Regions from separate parts of the Mus musculus genome. Here region 1 is linked to region 2. Evidence: chromatin contacts called from public HiChIP or PLAC-seq data. All regions are on one chromosome and are shown on one strand. Each heading gives the region's core, a stretch centred on a gene start, on an enhancer-like site or on the middle of the called end of the contact. The rest is flanking DNA. Distances are from core to core; before and after follow the strand shown.

Region 1 (3,753 bases), core at 367-2,866, 1.9 Mb before region 2:
ATTTTTTATTTTCTTTTCCTGGAAAGTGTAATTTGAAGGATTGTCAGAGGACAAAATTGAACCGTGGTCACAAAGGCTGTGCAGGAAGACCCAGGAGCATCATGGGGCCAGGGCCTTTGGTGTTTGCAGTTTTGTTTCAGGGAGACAAATGCCCCTGCTTTGATCAAGTGTCAAGTGTATGTGGCAAATTCCTCTGTGAAGGACCCCCTGGTATACTGCCTGCACACGCAGGCAAGCTGCCTGCAGGGAGGTGGGGGTTGGAGGTAAGCAAGCATCATTTGTTTTAAATTGCACCACGGTAGAAATCCATGAACTCAGGGCTGCCACAAGCATTCTGGGCACAAAGGAAAGCTGTGCAGAGGCTGCGTCTCTTTTGATATAGATTTTGCCGCCATTGTTCCAGGTGTCTCCGGAGAGAGCTTATTTCCATATGTATAGAGAAACGGAGTGCTTTCTCTTGCCGGTTAAAGTGTCACCGAATGTATTTTTAGCTATACATAAAGCAGCGGCAGTGTGAGGCATCTTACCGCCAGGGTCGCAAGGTTTGAACATCCTTTGCCACTGGAGGAATGCTAATGAGATGATTCTTCATTCCACTTATTTTAATTGCCAAACAACGCTTAATTCCCCACCCCACACCCCCGACTTAAAAAACAAAATCAAACAAATCCCTTTTTGTGTATAGCCAAGTTTGCCCTTGCAGGAGATGGGTGTTGCAGAAAGACCCCAATCGTCCTGTGCAGAAGGTTCTAGGCCTGGCCCTCTCCCTGTGCAGTTAGTGCGAGGTGTCAGTGTCTGCTCCCCTTTCCAATAGCTCGGAGGATGCTGAGAGGAGACGCCCGTGGTTGTCAGAGAAACACGGCGATATATTATTAGATCTTTCATAATTAGGCTTTGCTGATGTGTGCAAGAGCTTAATCAAAAACGTTATCACCCAGCCTGCTGCTGGAGGTGGGGGTTGGTGATGGTGGTGGGGGAATCTGGAAAGTCAAAGGCTGTTCCTCCCCGTGCTGGTTCTGTAAGATAACAAAGGCAAGACAAAGGCAGATGGCTCCTGCCTGTGGTTCTGAGCAGGCTCATGCTTTGGTTAATCACGTGACGTACGTGACAGTGGGTTCAGAAAACCTGAAGCCCCTCCTCGCTCCCAATTTCTGAGTCACTCCACCGACCAGGTGCTGACTAAGGCTGTGGGCTGTGGGAACCTCATTGAATGTGTCTGCCAAGCGTTTCCAGGTAGAGCTTGGCTCCCCGGGGGAGCTCTAGAAGTCCCTCCCTGGGTCACAGCAGGCCTGCCTGACTGCGAATTTCAAAGAGTGTATCTCAGCCCTTAGATAAACCTGGCTGGTGTCCCCTGGCAGCAAAGCTGGGGGAAGACCTCGGGGACAGCCATCCTGCAGCGCCCAGGGCTGTTTGGACAAACTGTGCTATGTTTTTTCTGCCCGTATCTGGGCATGCAGGTGAATCCTGGTCCCGCTGGTATCTTGGCTGGCCACTCTCTCTCAGGCTCTGCGGGGAGCTGGGGGTGCATCCCTGCAAACGCTCCAGCAAAGCTGTGCAAACAAACCCGGCCGATTAGTTGGACAGGCTCACTGGCTCGGGAGTGTGAGCTGGCCTGGCAGCCCTATGCTCTCAACCCTTTCCAGGCTGGGCTTGTTCCCAGAGCGCTCATCAAGGAACACACTACCTTACCCTCTGGATGCTGGGTGCTTGTGCATCTATGGGCAGGACAGGATACTGATTCTTGCCTTGGACTCTTTACATACAACATATCACACATTCATTCACACACACACACACACACACACACACACACACACACACATGTGCGCGCCACTCACGTTCACTACAGACTATACAGCATTGGGTCAGAAGCCGTGATGGCACGAGGCACATAAATTTTGTGTCTGAGTTATTTAACCCACCTCAGAGTTGCACAAGACCTGTGTCCTTGTCTTACACGCTGCGTCAGATAGAGGCTGGCAATTTCTGTGTTTAAAGGTTCAGTTTAACACCTATAAATAACCTGACGTTCTGAGCTTTTTGGGAGAGGCTGCTCAAACTGACTTGACTTTTTTTTCCCTCTCTTCTGCCTTTGGTTTGAAGTAAGAGTCAACTTGGTATAAAGAAACCTCGGGTCCCCTTTGAGGTGAAATCAGAGTGAATCAGAAAGAGTGATTACGCCCTTCTTTAATCAGAGACTCTGGGGAGGATTTTCTTTTAGGAGAGAAGCGTCAAGCCATGCTCTTTGAAAATTACTTTCATATTTTCTTGAGCAGTTCAGAGCAGGGAGAGTTTTAAGAGTTGTCATTTGCTCTTGGATATCAGGCGGCAGCCTCAGCCTTTTGTCTGAGCCCTTCCTTCTGTGTATCCGAAAGGACTTAGCTGGCCCCGGCTTTGTTGTGCACCACACAAGCTATCAAGTGACTAATGCCCTTGGAATCTCATGGAGACATTTATTCTGCCCCTGTTGCTATGAGCCCTGTGTTCTTTTGTGGAACCTAACAATATAGGTAACATATCTAAAGTATGACCCTGACCAAAGGAACTTAGTTTTAAGTAGCAATTGTAAAATCATTGTGTACACGTCACGGGCCTGTCAGGTCCATTCTCATTTTAGTGTTTCAAGTATGTTTGCGCTAGTGACGTGGGCTGATTAACCTGAAGTGAAGTTAAAGCATCAATAGAAAAGCTCACCCACATTCACACTGCAAGTGTTTATTAAACCAGTCTCAGCTACTTGGGGGAAGCAGTACTCCTTCAGGGAATTAAAAAAAAAAAAAAAAGGATAATCAATCAGGAATTATTCAATGAGCTGACAAAAACAGCATTACAGGTCAAAAGTCCCCCTGTTATTTAAAATAGACGATCCATTTTCAAGTCAAGAGTTTTTCTCTGTATTGCCCTGGCTATCTTGGAACTAACTCACTCTGTAGACCAGGCTAGCCTGGAACTCAGAGATCCACCTGCCTCTCCTCCCAAGTGTTGGGATTAAAGTTTATGTTAATAAATAGCTTTTAAAATTAGCATTTCCTGTCTGCTTCCAAAAATTTGGTTCAAATTCTTCTCCCAGTGCTTGGAATGTTAATTTGGTGACTAGCAGAGAAAGTGGTGTGTGTGTGTGTGTGTGTGTGTGTGTGTGTGTGTGTGTGTGTTTGAGACAAGATCTTACACAGAGTCACAGGCTGGTCTGAAAACCACTACAAAGTAGCCCAGGCTGGCTGGCTTCAAGTTGTGGAAACCCTCCTGTCTCCACCTCCAGAGTTCTGGGATTGCAGCCATGAGCTCTGATGTCTGGCTAGGAAATATGGTTTTGTCAGAATTAAACGTGTGCTCGTTTCTTAACCTGAGACATTTAAAAATTAGTTGGAGCCAGAAACAATTAACGGTCCAGATTTCTCTCACTTATTTTTGGCTTTTATCTTACTTGTTTGTTCCCATTTTAATTAGAAAATAATACAATGACACAATTAATTTTACCTGGCAGGCTCTGTTCCACGGCAACAGGGGCGTATGTGAAAAATGCTGCTGGCTTTTTTCCTCTTCCCCCTAGAATGAGAATTTTTTAAAACCTAAAAGTCTGTTACCATTTAAGCCTCTATAAATGAATTTTTAGACAGTGTTTGAAATTTGGGCCTTGATTTTCACACCTTAGGGAACCATATGGAGGTTAAAATGTGATTCTTTGTTTTGTATTATGCGTTATCCCACATATTTTTTTGACCAGTGTTTCTATTTAGCCATTTTAAATACTTT
Region 2 (3,867 bases), core at 973-3,472:
AGGGTGAGAAGTCTCTGGTTTCATAATGTAGGTCCAAAGCCACATATGGGTGTTGAGCTGATCTGAAGTGGCTCAGTACTATTGTTTTAGAGATGACAGTGGGAATTGCGTGGGCAGATGCCTTCCAGGGCTCTTCGGAAACAAGGCACCCCACACAGAAAGCACTGATAAGTTCTTTTCCAACTACCCAACTGCTTAGCCAAAGCTTTCCAAACTGCCTCCTCAACCTGCTGATGCATGCTGAAGTCAAAGCAACAGGGTTTAAACAATGCATCTTTGTTCCTCTTTAACCAGCAGTTCTCAAATGACAATGAAGTTGTTAATATAAGTCTTTGGTTAGGAATCCTATTTTGTTTGATAGATTTTAAATGTCTCTCCTGTGGGCATGACTCCAATCTGCATTAAGGCATACATAACTTAGTGTACTTTGGTGCAAGTTTTAATACAGTTATCTGCTAATGTAAATACTGATGTAATTACTAAAGTGATATAATAATTAAAAAACAAAACAAAACAAAACAGAAAGCTGGAGAGGTGGCTCAGCAGTAAGGAGCACTGACCATTCTTGCAGGGGATCAGATTTGGTTCTGAGAGATCACCTGGCAACTCACAACATTCTGGAACTCAGACTCTAGGAGATCTGATACTAATCCTGCCACTGCATTCCCAGACGTGTAAGTGGTACATACACTTATGTGCAAGCAAACACTTCAACCAGGGTCTCACTGCTATCAAGAAACTTTCTGCAACTGATACCCAAAGAAAAAAGGAAAATAAATTTTCTCTAATGGCCTTTCATTGAGTATACCAACCACATTGCAGGACAGGTCCTGTACTTAAGGAGTAGTTGGCCAACAAAATGTGTGTGTGTTTTTTGTTTGGAGTAGTTTTAATTATCTTTGGCATATTTTGGGGGGATCTTGTTGAACTTTTGTTGTTTTAATTTTCATGTTTTCTTTTTCTTTTTATGGTTGGTTGAGTAGGTAGATGGAGGAGTATCTGGTACTGACTCAGGGAAGGTAAAACGTGATCAAACTATATTGTATGAAAAATAAATATAAATCATGTGTCCATAAAGATATGTTCATCTGTTTTGAATAAGTAAATCAACAAAACGGGCTGAATGTTCCCTACGTTTTGAAAAGAGCACTTTCTGACACTGCAATTTGGAAGGCTGCTTTATCTGTTCTTATGAATAAACGTATGCATTTGAAAAACATTCTCAAGTGTGAGAAACCGAGATAAGAAGTGTATATAGGGTAATTTTTAGATGTGAATTGTAGGTTATGGGTGCAGACTCCCTGTATCACGACTGACAGGAAAATATTTAGAGACAAGATTGATTGAAGCTGAAATATGGAAGGGCACAGTAAGTTATAAGAAGGGGTTGCATTTTGATTTATTGTTAGTTCAGACTCCACATAGTTCGCAAAAGTGGCAATCAGAAAAGTATGAGGTAGGATCATTGAACGTATAGAATTTATTTAAAATGCAAAAGGTAAAAAAGAAAAGAAAATAGAAAGAGAAAAAAGAAAAGAAAGACCTGGGGAAACTATGACTTGTACTATCCATTCCTCAACACTTAGAATTAATTCCTTTGGGAAAGAAATATTCTGAGATTCAATGCCATCTAGGAGTGAAAGGTGAAAGTTTTAATTAACTGCCTTAGAGCTTATCCTTGCAAGATGGAGGTATTTAGCTCAAGTGGTGCGAAGAGCTCTTAAATTATTCTGGCAATTGAGTTTTCATCCTTTTTGTTCCATATTGTAAAATCCACTAATGGCTAAACACACCCACGAACTTGGACTTTCTACTCTCTGAACAGCAGGGGAATAGATCTGCCGCTGATGCAATGCTCCCTGCCGTGTGGACAGAATCTTCACACTTCCTGAGACTCATGCATATGCTAACAAGGAGAGTGTGAATTAATCAGAATGACTACCCTCACCGAGGCCAAGCTCTTTCAGCTCTTAGAAAGAAGGAGGCCCAGAGAAGGATTAAGAAAATTAAAAGGTAAAATGAAAGAGAGTAAGACAAATCAATTGTGAACGTTTCCCCTCATCAAATGAGGGCAAAAGCTAATGCAATGATCCACAAGCATCTACAGCAGATTACTTTAGAAAAGGAGGAAATATGAGATAACAACAGCAGATGGGGGAGGGGCGTAGTTAGCTCCTCTCCTTCCAATTCAGACAGCAGCCTCTAAAAATGGGAAAGCCACAACAGGAAGTTGAATAGCAAGAACTCTCCAGGCAGGTTTCAAGAGCAAACACGGGTTACTCGGCTTACTCGCTGACTGTGTGCAACCCACTTTCTGTGCTTTGGGATTCATGTCTTAATAAGCAATGATTGGTTTGAGAAAAGCACAGTATTAGGATTTTTTTCCCTTATTATAAGTGACAGATGTCCTAAAAATTACATGGACTCTGGACTGAGACTCTAATATCTTCAGTACATTTATGAAGTCTAATGCATATACTTCCCTAAGCAGTTGCTCCTCAATGTTTCTTTAAGAGACTGGCAAATTATTAATGGAGAATCCAAGGTCCTAAGATGGGTGTAGCAAATCAAAATCTATAGGTTAACATAATGTCTGATAACTTAAATATGTTCCAAGTTTGAGAGGTGCTTTTGTAGTGGGTCACATATATGGCCTTGTTTGCAATGCTCAGTGTCCATGCATAAGACTTTATCAAATATTTTAAATGAATAAAATTTTCTGCTTTTGAACTCTGCTCATACACAACCATTAAATGCATTCCTTTGTAAGTCAAGACTTTCTGAACCAACCAACCAACTAAACAAACAAATAAAAAAGAATTTCTTAAAAAGATCAGCTAGATATACAATGGATGAAGGCTCTTGCTGTCTACCTTGAATCTCAGTTTTTCAGAATGTACATATGGTAGGTAGATAACCAACTTCTTCAAGTTATTCTCTTACCTACATATACACATACAATAGATAAAGTAAAATATAAATACAATGAAGTAAAAGAAAAAAACTTTCTTGAGGACTTTCTACATAACAATTACATACATAGAATGTACATATTGTAGAATTACATAGAATTACAATTGTAGAATATGCTAGATCCCTCCCTTAGCTTAACAAGCTGATAAACCAGGTTAATTGAAGAGCATGCTGAACCCAGACAGGACATCACTCTAGTTCCACTCCACGGCCTTTCATGCCCTTTGCCTCTTTTCATTGTTCTTACTCTTGTAAAAGAACACACTCGATGGAGAAATGACATCACTGCACCATAATCAAAGAGTTTTAACCAGAAAATAAACAACCCTATCCATTGAGAGCAGCAATTGGACCTTGGACAGTAATGTGACATTGTTCAGTTTGTCTACTTTCTGCATTAAATAATTCTTCATGCTACATAACAGCTGTTTAATTTCTTTCTGAATACATTCTTCAGTTTTTCAGCTAATTTAATTCTGTAACATGAAGAGTGAGTCATTCTATAAAGGGGATGGACAGTTGTCATTTGAAGACATAGACATTTTACATGTGAATCCGGCAAGAGGAAACTCCCAAAGTGTCTACTACTTCAAACCAGATTTTCTACCTTGAATGAGCCCCTAAAGCAATTTTGCTATTGAATCCTTCGATGTTTTAGGTGAGAGTATTTATTAGTAAATGTTTTGAAATAAAATATTTATGTCTCTGAGATGCTATGAATGAATAAAACAATGTTAATTAATTAATCTATTTCTATTTGTTTATGTGTACTCAGATGTCTGTGCATGTCCGTATACATGCTTGGGTACATATTCAAGTACGTACATTTGCATATCAGTGCAGGTCCATGTGCAGAGTAACAGTCAACTCTCATGTCATTCTTCAGGAGTTGTT

The links. HiChIP or PLAC-seq counts read pairs in DNA pulled down with a chosen protein or histone mark.
Region 1: an H3K27ac HiChIP or PLAC-seq map of stem cell-derived epiblast-like cells shows a contact between it and region 2, with 11 times the contacts expected there. The contact joins two enhancer-like sites. A contact is called at or near these places in 2 of 115 datasets of contacts at active chromatin or transcription factors (astrocytes and stem cell-derived epiblast-like cells) and 2 of 9 other capture datasets (embryonic tail and embryonic trunk).

The regions. Positions count from the first base shown.
Region 1 is chr8:8,486,539-8,490,291 of GRCm38.p6, reverse strand. No RefSeq gene overlaps it. Among named protein-coding and RNA genes, the nearest start is that of Gm31135, 3.7 kb to the right of the region's middle. RefSeq lists an enhancer at 1-2,238. Within about 2 kb of position 1,616, at least 143 of the 459 cell types and tissues checked have an H3K27ac peak or open chromatin away from gene starts, as enhancers often do. A contact at or near this core is called in stem cell-derived epiblast-like cells, where this site is marked.
Region 2 is chr8:6,605,381-6,609,247 of GRCm38.p6, reverse strand. No RefSeq gene overlaps it. Among named protein-coding and RNA genes, the nearest start is that of Gm24288, 380 kb to the right of the region's middle. Within about 2 kb of position 2,222, at least 29 of the 459 cell types and tissues checked have an H3K27ac peak or open chromatin away from gene starts, as enhancers often do. A contact at or near this core is called in stem cell-derived epiblast-like cells, where this site is marked.